Linked DNA regions of Bos taurus: region 1 is linked to region 2. Evidence: chromatin contacts called from public Hi-C data. All regions are on one chromosome and are shown on one strand. Each heading gives the region's core, a stretch centred on a gene start, on an enhancer-like site or on the middle of the called end of the contact. The rest is flanking DNA. Distances are from core to core; before and after follow the strand shown. Region 1 holds the start of AUH (AU RNA binding methylglutaconyl-CoA hydratase). Region 2 has its middle 6.9 kb from the start of NFIL3.

What was found. Hi-C and Micro-C count contacts between places; a contact is called where the count stands out from the background.
Region 1: a contact with region 2 is called in a Hi-C map of skeletal muscle, with 2.7 times the contacts expected there. The contact joins the promoter of AUH here to the enhancer-like site in region 2. A contact is called at or near these places in 2 of 11 Hi-C or Micro-C datasets (liver and skeletal muscle).

Annotation. Positions count from the first base shown.
Region 1 is chr8:86,502,672-86,507,431 of ARS-UCD2.0, reverse strand. It overlaps AUH (AU RNA binding methylglutaconyl-CoA hydratase), which reads right to left and starts at 3,453. Exons shown (of 12, transcript NR_198874.1): 1 at 3,157-3,453.
Region 2 is chr8:86,439,437-86,443,893 of ARS-UCD2.0, reverse strand. It overlaps a transcript of NFIL3 not described here. Among named protein-coding and RNA genes, the nearest start is that of NFIL3, 6.9 kb to the left of the region's middle. Within about 2 kb of position 2,258, at least 16 of the 102 cell types and tissues checked have an H3K27ac peak or open chromatin away from gene starts, as enhancers often do. A contact at or near this core is called in skeletal muscle, where this site is marked.

The sequences.
Region 1 (4,760 bases), core at 2,204-4,703, 62 kb before region 2:
TGCATTTGCTTATTTGTTCTCTTTCTGCCAGAAGCTGGTACAAAGCTCAGAAAAACTATTTTTAAAATGGGTCACAATTACAAGTAGAAGTCTGTTGGACTGGGAGAAGGTTGGTAGGGACAGGAGACAGGTCATTCCAGAAGGTGTGTGCAGAAGCACTGACACATAAGAGGAGGAAAGGGTAAGGCTTAGGTGCAGCAGAAAGGAGATGCATGATCTGTAAATATCTGCAGTTGTGAGAGCTTGCAGACATTAGAGACCACTGCTACTGCTGCTAAGTCACTTCAGTCGTGTCCGACTCTGTGCGACCCCATAGACGGCAGCCCACCAGGCTCCCCCGTCCCTGGGATTCTCCATGCAAGAACACTGGAGTGGGTTGCCATTTCCTTCTCCAATGCATGAAAATAAAAAGTGAAAGTGAAGTCGCTCAGTCCTGTCCGACTCTTCTCGACCCCATGGACTGCAGCCTACCAGACTCCTCTGTCCATGGGATTTTCCAGGCAAGAGTACTGTAGTGGGTTGCCCCTGCCTTCTCCATAGAGACCACCAGAGGTTTCTAACTGAACAGAGATGCAATTCTTGCTTGGGCTTGAAAAAATAACTCCAGCAGCAAGGCAAAGAATAAACTGGGAAGGAGAATGACTGGAGACCTATAAAAGAGGCCACTGCAGAAAACCAGGAGAGACCTTTGTAAACCATAACCAGTACCACTGCTCTAAATACTAAGTAGGCTGGACAACAATGCAAGAAGTAACAACTAAACAAAGTTGGTGTCTAACTGAGCTTCCACAACAAATTACAAATATGGAACTCCGAAAACCTATGAGAGCTGATATATTCTGCACTTACCTACCTCCAGCAGCCTAACAAGGCCTACAGGGCAGACAGCAGTTTGGGGCTCCTCTGACCCAGCAGAGTCATCATACTGCCTGCAGACTCCTGAGAGGACAGAATTTTGGACTCGCCTCTAATGAGAAGCAAAGACACCATGGAGACGCCTTCACTTCCATCAGCCTTGCCATGCTGTTTTTCTTTACACTGCTTATTGCTGGTTTGACAGTAAAGCAAAGCCTATATAATGTTAGACAAAACTAAGTTGTCACCTGGCCAATCCTGAAAGGAAGCGGGTCAATTTTCTTAAAAAAACTGTATTTACTAGTAGCTGATTTTTACATTTCAAGTGACTGAAAACATTCTGAATTTATACTCTGATTTCTTTCCCTTGATCCAGTTGAAATCTAACTGAAGGACTTTTCAGAAATTTTATGAAAATTTATTTTCAGTGTGCATTATTTGCTGCTGCTGTTGCTGCTGCTAAGTCGCTTCAGTCGCATCCGACTCTTAGTGACCCCATGGACTGCAGCCTACCAGGATTTTCCAGGCAAGAGTACTAGAGGGGGTTGCCATTGCCTTCTCCGGTGCATTATTTAGATTAAAAAAAAATACAGAATATGGTGCATATTACTAGCTGTACCTGCAATGCTTTTGTGTCTAATGTACTGTTGGTACACCTAATGTAACTGAAATCCTCCCAAGAGATGGGACAGCTCTAGTCACTCCAGTGCTAATCTACTTTCCAGTTGAATTTCTCAGTATTCTGCAGTTATGCCATACTACAACCACATTCGCCCTATGTCATTTCCCCAGAACATCATACATGTTCATATGCCGTGCCTTTAACCATGCTCTTCTGCCAGGAATAATAAATAAATGAAATTACTCATCATATACTTCAGAGCACCCACTAAGAGCTAGATTGATACTTAGTGGGCAATTAATATCACACTCCCATCTAGTCTCCACAGCAGCCATACAAAGTCGGTATTACTTTTTCTATATTACACATTAAGAAAATAGAAGCACAGAGAAGTTTGCCTCAGTAATGTCAAATTCCATTGCAAGGAACGCCTTGGACGGCATATGCATCTGGCAAAATCCTAACTTGACCTTCAGAACCTCCCCTCTGGAATCTTCCAATCTCACTGAATACAGTTGATCATATGCCTCTTGAGGGTATTACAACCTTTTGCTCTCATCAAGCCTTTAAAGTTAGCATAATCTTTTAATCAGCAGTATCTCTCTTGATATATTAGCAACTTACAGATATCAAACATGACTTAACTGGTTTTGCACGTCTGTTTAACAGATTATAGGTGCTCAACAACTGCATGTCAAAATTCGAAGACTACTCTTCTGGCACGCTGCTGTTTCCACCTTTCATGATCCATTTAGCTTCTCCCAACAAGGCAAGAGAAAGGAGCTGGGCTTTAACAGCATTCCTACCGACTGGCGCACACCCTGGATCATTACCCTTCCTCCCACTGTATTATTTTGCTAAAGCATCTGTCTCCTCCCACTAAAGGAGCTCAAGGGCAACATCAATATCATCCCCAATTGTGTCTCATCCCCAAGCTTAGCAAAGGAACTGGAAAACCAAGAAAATACTCAAAATTGTCTAATTGAAGTGAAAATAGTCCACAAAACTATCTTTCTAAGATAAAATGAACAAAAGAAAAAAATTTTTTTCAAATGAACAGCTTTAAATTGACGAATATTCAGAATAATAAAGTGCACTTTCACTGCAGCTTCTAAAACTCTCCCCTTCACAGCTGAGTTAACCGAAAGCAATTACAGAGCAAGAATGAAATCTGGAAGCAAATATCATTCACCCGATGTATTAATCTTGGCTCATCGAAAGATGAAAGCGTAAGCTGCATTTCTGTCTTTGGCGCCAAGGGCTACTTTTGCAGGTAAGCTGCTCCGTAGTACATCTTTAGGCATGTGCTTAGTTGCTCAGTCGTGTCCGATTCTTTTCCACCCCAGGGACTGTAGCCCACCAGGCTCCTCTGTCCATGGAATTCCCCAGGCAAGAATACTGGAGTGGGTTGCCATGCCCTCCTCCAAGGGATCTTCCCAACCCAGGGATCGAACCCAGAGACAAAACCAGGTCTCCCGCATTGCAGGCAGATTCTTTACCTTCTGAGCCACCAGGGAAGCCCTCTTTAGGCATGGAAAGCACTAAATAGCTGTAAAGCATGAGTGGGGGAAGGGAGGACACCCCTCGTCGAGCCTCTCCGTAGACACTGACGTCAGCCCAAACACGCGACCTTGAGACCCTTTCCTAGGACCCACGGTCACCCGGGTCACACCCCTCACCTCGGTTCTCCTCCTCCAGGTACCGCACCCGCAGCTCGTCCTCAGTCTTCACCTCTGCGCTGTAGCCCCTCTGCCAGGCCGCTCCCCCGGCCGCAGGCGTCCAGCCCCGGGCCCATATCGTCGAGTCGACCCGTGGGCACGTCCAGGAGCCGGGAAGCCTCCACCTGGGGCCTAGCCGCGCACAGCAAGCAGCCACCAAGCGGGCACGGCTGGCCTGCAAAGTGCCCAAGGCCCCGGGTGCCGCGGAAGCCGCCACCGCCATGTTGTCTGTTTACGGCGTGGGCCCGCAGCTGCTGCCCCGCCTCCGTCGCGCGCTAGCCAGCCCCGCGCACGCCGCAGGGCACGCCCAGGCCCCGCCCCCGGCTCGCCCCGCCCAGCCACGCCTCCGGGGTCTCCTCCTGACAGGCTCCGACAGGGAATCCTCGCCCCGCCCAGCACCGATGACGGAAGTTTCCACACGCTCAGGCCTCCCTTGTCTGACACGAGGTGTCCTAGCTTGTGCACTCAAGGCAGCGGGAAAGTAATTCTCCAAGGCTGTGGAATATTTTTAGGGAAACAAGAATTCCTGGGAGAGAGCCCCCTCCCTGCACTCTCTGGGGTCCTGAGTTAGCTGCAAAGGTAAACCGAAACGTTTGGTCTCAGGTTTGGCTGACAAGGTAGCGGCACTGCCTGAGACCCCAGTTTTCTCATGTGTTAAGAGTCTTGTCATTGTTTAATCGCTAAGTCATGTCCGACTCTTTGCGACCCCACGGACTGTAGCCCACAGGATCCTCTGTCTATGGGATTTCCCAGGCAAGAGTACTGGAGTGGGTTGCCATTCTCTTCTCCAGGAAATCTTCCCCATCCAAGGGTCAAACCTGCGTCTCCTGCATTTGTAGGCAAGTTCTTTACCACTGAGCCTCCAGGAAAGCCCCGTAAGAGTCGTGGGTTATCAGTTAAACGTGCCTGTAAACATAGGTGATTTGTACCATAGGGAGTTCAGGAAGGGCATGAAGCTCAGTTCAGTTCAGTTCAGTCGCTCAGTCGTGTCCAACTCTTTGCGACCCCATGAACCGCAGTACGCCAGGCCTCCTTGTCCATCACCAACTCCCGGAATTCACTCAAACTCACGTCCAGTGAGTCGGTGATGCCATCCAGCCATCTCATCCTCCATCGTCCCCTTTTCCTCCTGTCCTCAATCTTTCCCAGCATCAGGGTCTTTTCAGATGAGTCAGCTCTCCGCATCAGGTGGCCAAAGTATTGCAGTTTCAGCTTCAACATCAGTCCTTCCAATGAACACTCAGGACTGATCTCCTTTAGGATGGACTGGTTGGATCTCCTTACAGTCCAAGGGACTCTCAAGAGTCTTCTCCAACACCACAGTTCAAAAGCATCAATTCTTCTGTGCTCAGCTTTCTTTATAGTCCAACTCTCACATCCAGACATGAACACTGGAAAAACCATAGCCTTGACTAGATGGACCTTTGTTGGCAAAGTAATATCTCTGCTTTTTAATATGCTGTCTAGGTTGGTGATAACTTTCCTTCCAAGGAGTAAGCGTCTTTTAATTTCATGGCTGCTGTCACCATCTGCAGTGATTTTGGAGCCCAGAAAAATAAAATCTG
Region 2 (4,457 bases), core at 1,009-3,508:
TCAAGCATCTAAAAGCTGACTAATAGCTTAGACATTAAAACCTACTATGAAAAAATTTTATTATCTCTTGAGAGAGACTGCAAATTGCTTCTATTCTAATCTCTGATTTTAACATTCTGTCAATACAAGATGAAGTACTATTTGATATGCCCAATGATTTGGAAATATTTTGACAAAATTACCTCATTTTTCCTCTACTCTCTGAATGTGCTGTTTACACTCTTGGAGATATAGTATAGATACCATTAAAGGAAAAAAATCTTTTATGTTAAACTACATCTCTCCACTAGGAAGACAACTGCTTATTTTTGAGACAAGTGCCATTTTAGTGAAAAAAGATAAAAGTTAATGAATCAATTCACAGTTCTTTAAACTAGTAATACTAGCAAATATTAACCTACATTTTCTTCCTGTGGGTAAAATCCATGATGTGATTGTTTCAATAAAATGCTTTATTTTCTTTTCCTGGATGAGAATAAAATCTGGGGGTGGGACACCCTGAAGTTGCACGAGGATCTTCTAATCAGGCTAGAAAATAAAATTTTTTTTCAATTAAGAAAACTACGTTAAACCTCATAAATGCCTCCCATTAATAATATAATTCTGTCTCTAGTAACATAGACTTCAACCCTGAAGTCAGAGAGAAATGTATACTTGATCAAGATATGAATACACACATAAACAGATTCTCACACGCTCTGCCAAAATCTATCCTAGCATAGCAACAAACTGACCAACATTTTCTATTCGGATACTTCTGTAAATGAATGTGTCAAAACCAGAGAAAGTTTATGATAAATGAAAATACTTCAAATTCCTTGCTCTCTCATCCTCAACAAAGGGCTACTTGAAAATTAGATTTAAACTTAATAAATACAATGACAACATTGCATTTTACTATAGCACTGATATAATTTACGGGATTGAAATATGAAATAGTATAGTATAAGCTAACTTTTTATTTTTATTTTTTTAAATAAAAAGAGTCCACTATTTGTAAGCGAGCTCTCAATGGAAATATTCTGAAGACTGCTGGGGGTAAATGCATAGATGCTAACACAACCAAACAACTTCAAGGCTTGAGCGAGGGGAACTGGAAGGGTGGGGGTGATGAAATACTAATGCATTAACAACAACAAAAACATCTGCAGTCACTTCAAAATGGGGACCATTTGTTTTCTTGAAACTTTCAAAAAGATAACTTCTCATTAACTAGCAACTAATCTGAAATCCTAAGGGACACCAATAATCATGAAGTAACCCAGTTATAGGAAATTTCTGCAACAGGTAAGTAATGCCAGAATACATGCAACATGTGGCAATGATGGGGAAAACAGGGTGCGCGCAGGGCTGGGTGAGAAAAGGGTATGAAAGGGCAAGGTTGTGAATGTTCCTAATTACACTGAGGAATCATTCCAGTTTTCCTCAGCTTGACTTTTTAATTTCTTGTTCAGTTTCTTTCCCAGTGAGCAGACGATTACAAATGCCATTTACTATGTGCCTCATGAGTAGAACAGATTATTTTAAATGTTTATTTTTAGTGTTTATTTGAAGGCTACTTAATTCCAGTTTTAGATCCCTAGAAAGTTAATTAATAAAAGACACCATGTTCTGAGAACTAAAAGGCTTATAAACATCATTCTGCTTCCAATGAAAATGAATGCTCAAAGCACAGATTATTACGAAAGGTATCTAGTAAATCTCTACTAAACGTTCTTATCATAAAAGCAAGCTAGCATACTCTAATTAAAACCATATGAGAAACAGTGTTTTTTTAACTACAAGAAAGTTATTTGTAATGAAATTTGAGAGATAATTGGGGGTGGTGGTAATATAACTTCATTTTGAAACTGAAAAGCTCTTATGTAATGTCTGTGATCAAAGGTCAATGTCTTTCGACATTCTCACACAAGTCCAATCTGGATAAAAATCAACTCAAATGTAATTTAGAAAAATAACAGGATATCAAACAATGTGTTAACCCTGTGAAATACAGGCATACCTTACAAAAACAAGAAATGAATATTAAAGGAAACTTCAATTACATTGTTTCTGTCATATTTTGAATTGAATCCCAAGTGTGCTCTCATTCCTTAATACAAATTAAAAATAAACAACTCTGAACAGCATCAATGCCATCTGGATTACAATGGAAATAATGAAGTATGTGTGATTTTACTCGGGTAAAAATAAAGCCTCGGCAATATGACTGCACCTTTTCCATTCTATGCTGCAATCACATTCACATCTCGGAACTGACTCTATGGACCAAAGCAAGGTCAACTAGAAATATCCACTCAGCTGGTGAGTCAAGCACATTGCTCAACATGGGAAAGGGCCCAAACAAAGGGTTTTAATTTTCAGGTTGTTGCATCATAGTGATGTTATAATTGCACTTAGCAAAGATAAGTCTTTAACACAGAAAAGGAAATTGTTTCAAAAACTCCAGTGAGCTTGCATTCATACTCAGGGAAGAGACAGAGACAGAGCCCCCCTCCCCCACAAACCCATTTTTCAGGTTCCTGGCCTGGACTGCTAATCAATTTCTCCTAAGGTCCACTTTCTTAAGTCTAAAATGGGGATGATAATAGAAGAGTCAACACAGTGCCTGGCACAGGCAGGGTCCATTTTAGTAAGTACTAGCTCATCATCTCTTCTGAAGAATAAGCAGCATCAAGGCAACAATTATGATTAGTTCCAGGCCTAATTTTTGCCTCTTGTAATTCTTAGCGAAGCATTGTTCTATGTTACAAGGATAAACCAAATGAAATTTAATTCTACATTAATAGGTCAACCACTGACAGTTTCATGGGGCATATCCTAGGGTTTTAACCATAAAGGATGCACACACTGCCTCCCAGGATAGCTCATCTGTGAGGTCGAACCAGCCTGTGATCTCTGACTGGAATTTTAGACCCAGAGATTATCCAGGCCCAGGAAAACCATCAAAACAAGTCAAGGGAACTGGAAAAAGACAGCTGTTTGGCCCTTTTTACACAATTAACGCTACCATCAACTCACCTCTCTCTGTTCCTTTAAACAGTTCCCCCGAACATTAACCCAATGACTTGGGAAGTATGAGGTTCTGCAATCCTGTCAAGAATTTCCTTCAAACTAAAATTACCATTGAATGAAATAGCAAATAGTTTTGAGAAAAAAATTAATCATTACTAGAACAACAACAACAACAAAAGCACAGTATTTCAAGAAGAATCTTTAACTATAGGCTTAGTTCAAACTTCAACCCTTACTGCACAGAGACTTAGGCAGTGAAAAATAAAGATGAATATTAAAATACACACACATACACACGCACATATACCTGCTTCCTGGTCACTTAAGTCACTTAGACAGGAAGCATTTACTGAGCTCCCCACAACTCTCCAGCTAAATAAACAGGATTTATTCCCTCAGTTTACCTCGGAGGCCTATCAGAGCAGTCCCCAAGACTAGGGCCTGGGACCCAGCTTTTCTGAGCCCAGAGCCTGTATTCCTAGGTAGCACTTCACTGTTTCCTAGCTACTGACCTGCCTGAAACTCAAAAGAAACCATTAGGGACGGGGGAGGGGGGTGGATAGGATTTGATCCCACAGAAGCCAACTTTTTAAACAATACACTTTTCGCTGATGGCTTTTAGAGAACTGTGACGCTGCCCTGAATTTACTGCGATTTATTGCATGAGCACAGTCTCAGAAGACTTATTGCCAGGATGAAAGTACCGTAGTCTTACTCAGCAGGACAGCGGTATCCCATCCACACAAGTGTTGTGATTTTTTAAAATATTTAACTCGGGGGGATTCGAGTTCTCTCTAGTCTAGCCACATAACTAGTGTTCAAAATATATATCTACCAACACACACAAAAAATATATATATATACACTTGACTCGTCAAGTTGGGGTCCTCCTTGTCATCATCATCAATACTGAAGCAACCCCCACCCCCCACCTCCAATTTTTGTGGTCTGTTGACATTTGGTGGTTTTCTTAGGTCTTTTTCATTTTACAAGAATCGGAAGGACACACAATGACGCCTTCTCGAACAAAGGTGTCGGCGGTGCTCAGGAGCTCAGCGCGCAAAAAAAGCAAGGGGCAGGCCCCTGGAGCAGCCCGGGCCGCGGCGCTGAAGCGCTCAGGGGGCCGGGCAGCCCTCTCCGCGCGGAGCGGCCTCGCCCTGGGTCCCTCCAGCTCGCTCGGCTCCGATCCCCCAGCTCCAGCTGCCCTCTTCTCTCTCCCTCCTCCCTTCCCCTTTCCCTCTTTCCGCCCAAGCGAACCTAGGGAGCACCGCACTCCCCGGCAGCGGACGGTCCCTCGGCGGCCCCCGCCCGCCCCCCGCGCCACGCCCCCCCGGGCCCGCCCCCGCCGGGTGGGCGGCGCAGAGGGGCCTCGGTGCAGCCTAGACCCCCGCGCCAGAACAAAGGAATGTGGGGAGGGGGCGAGAAGGAGGAGCGCAGGCCGC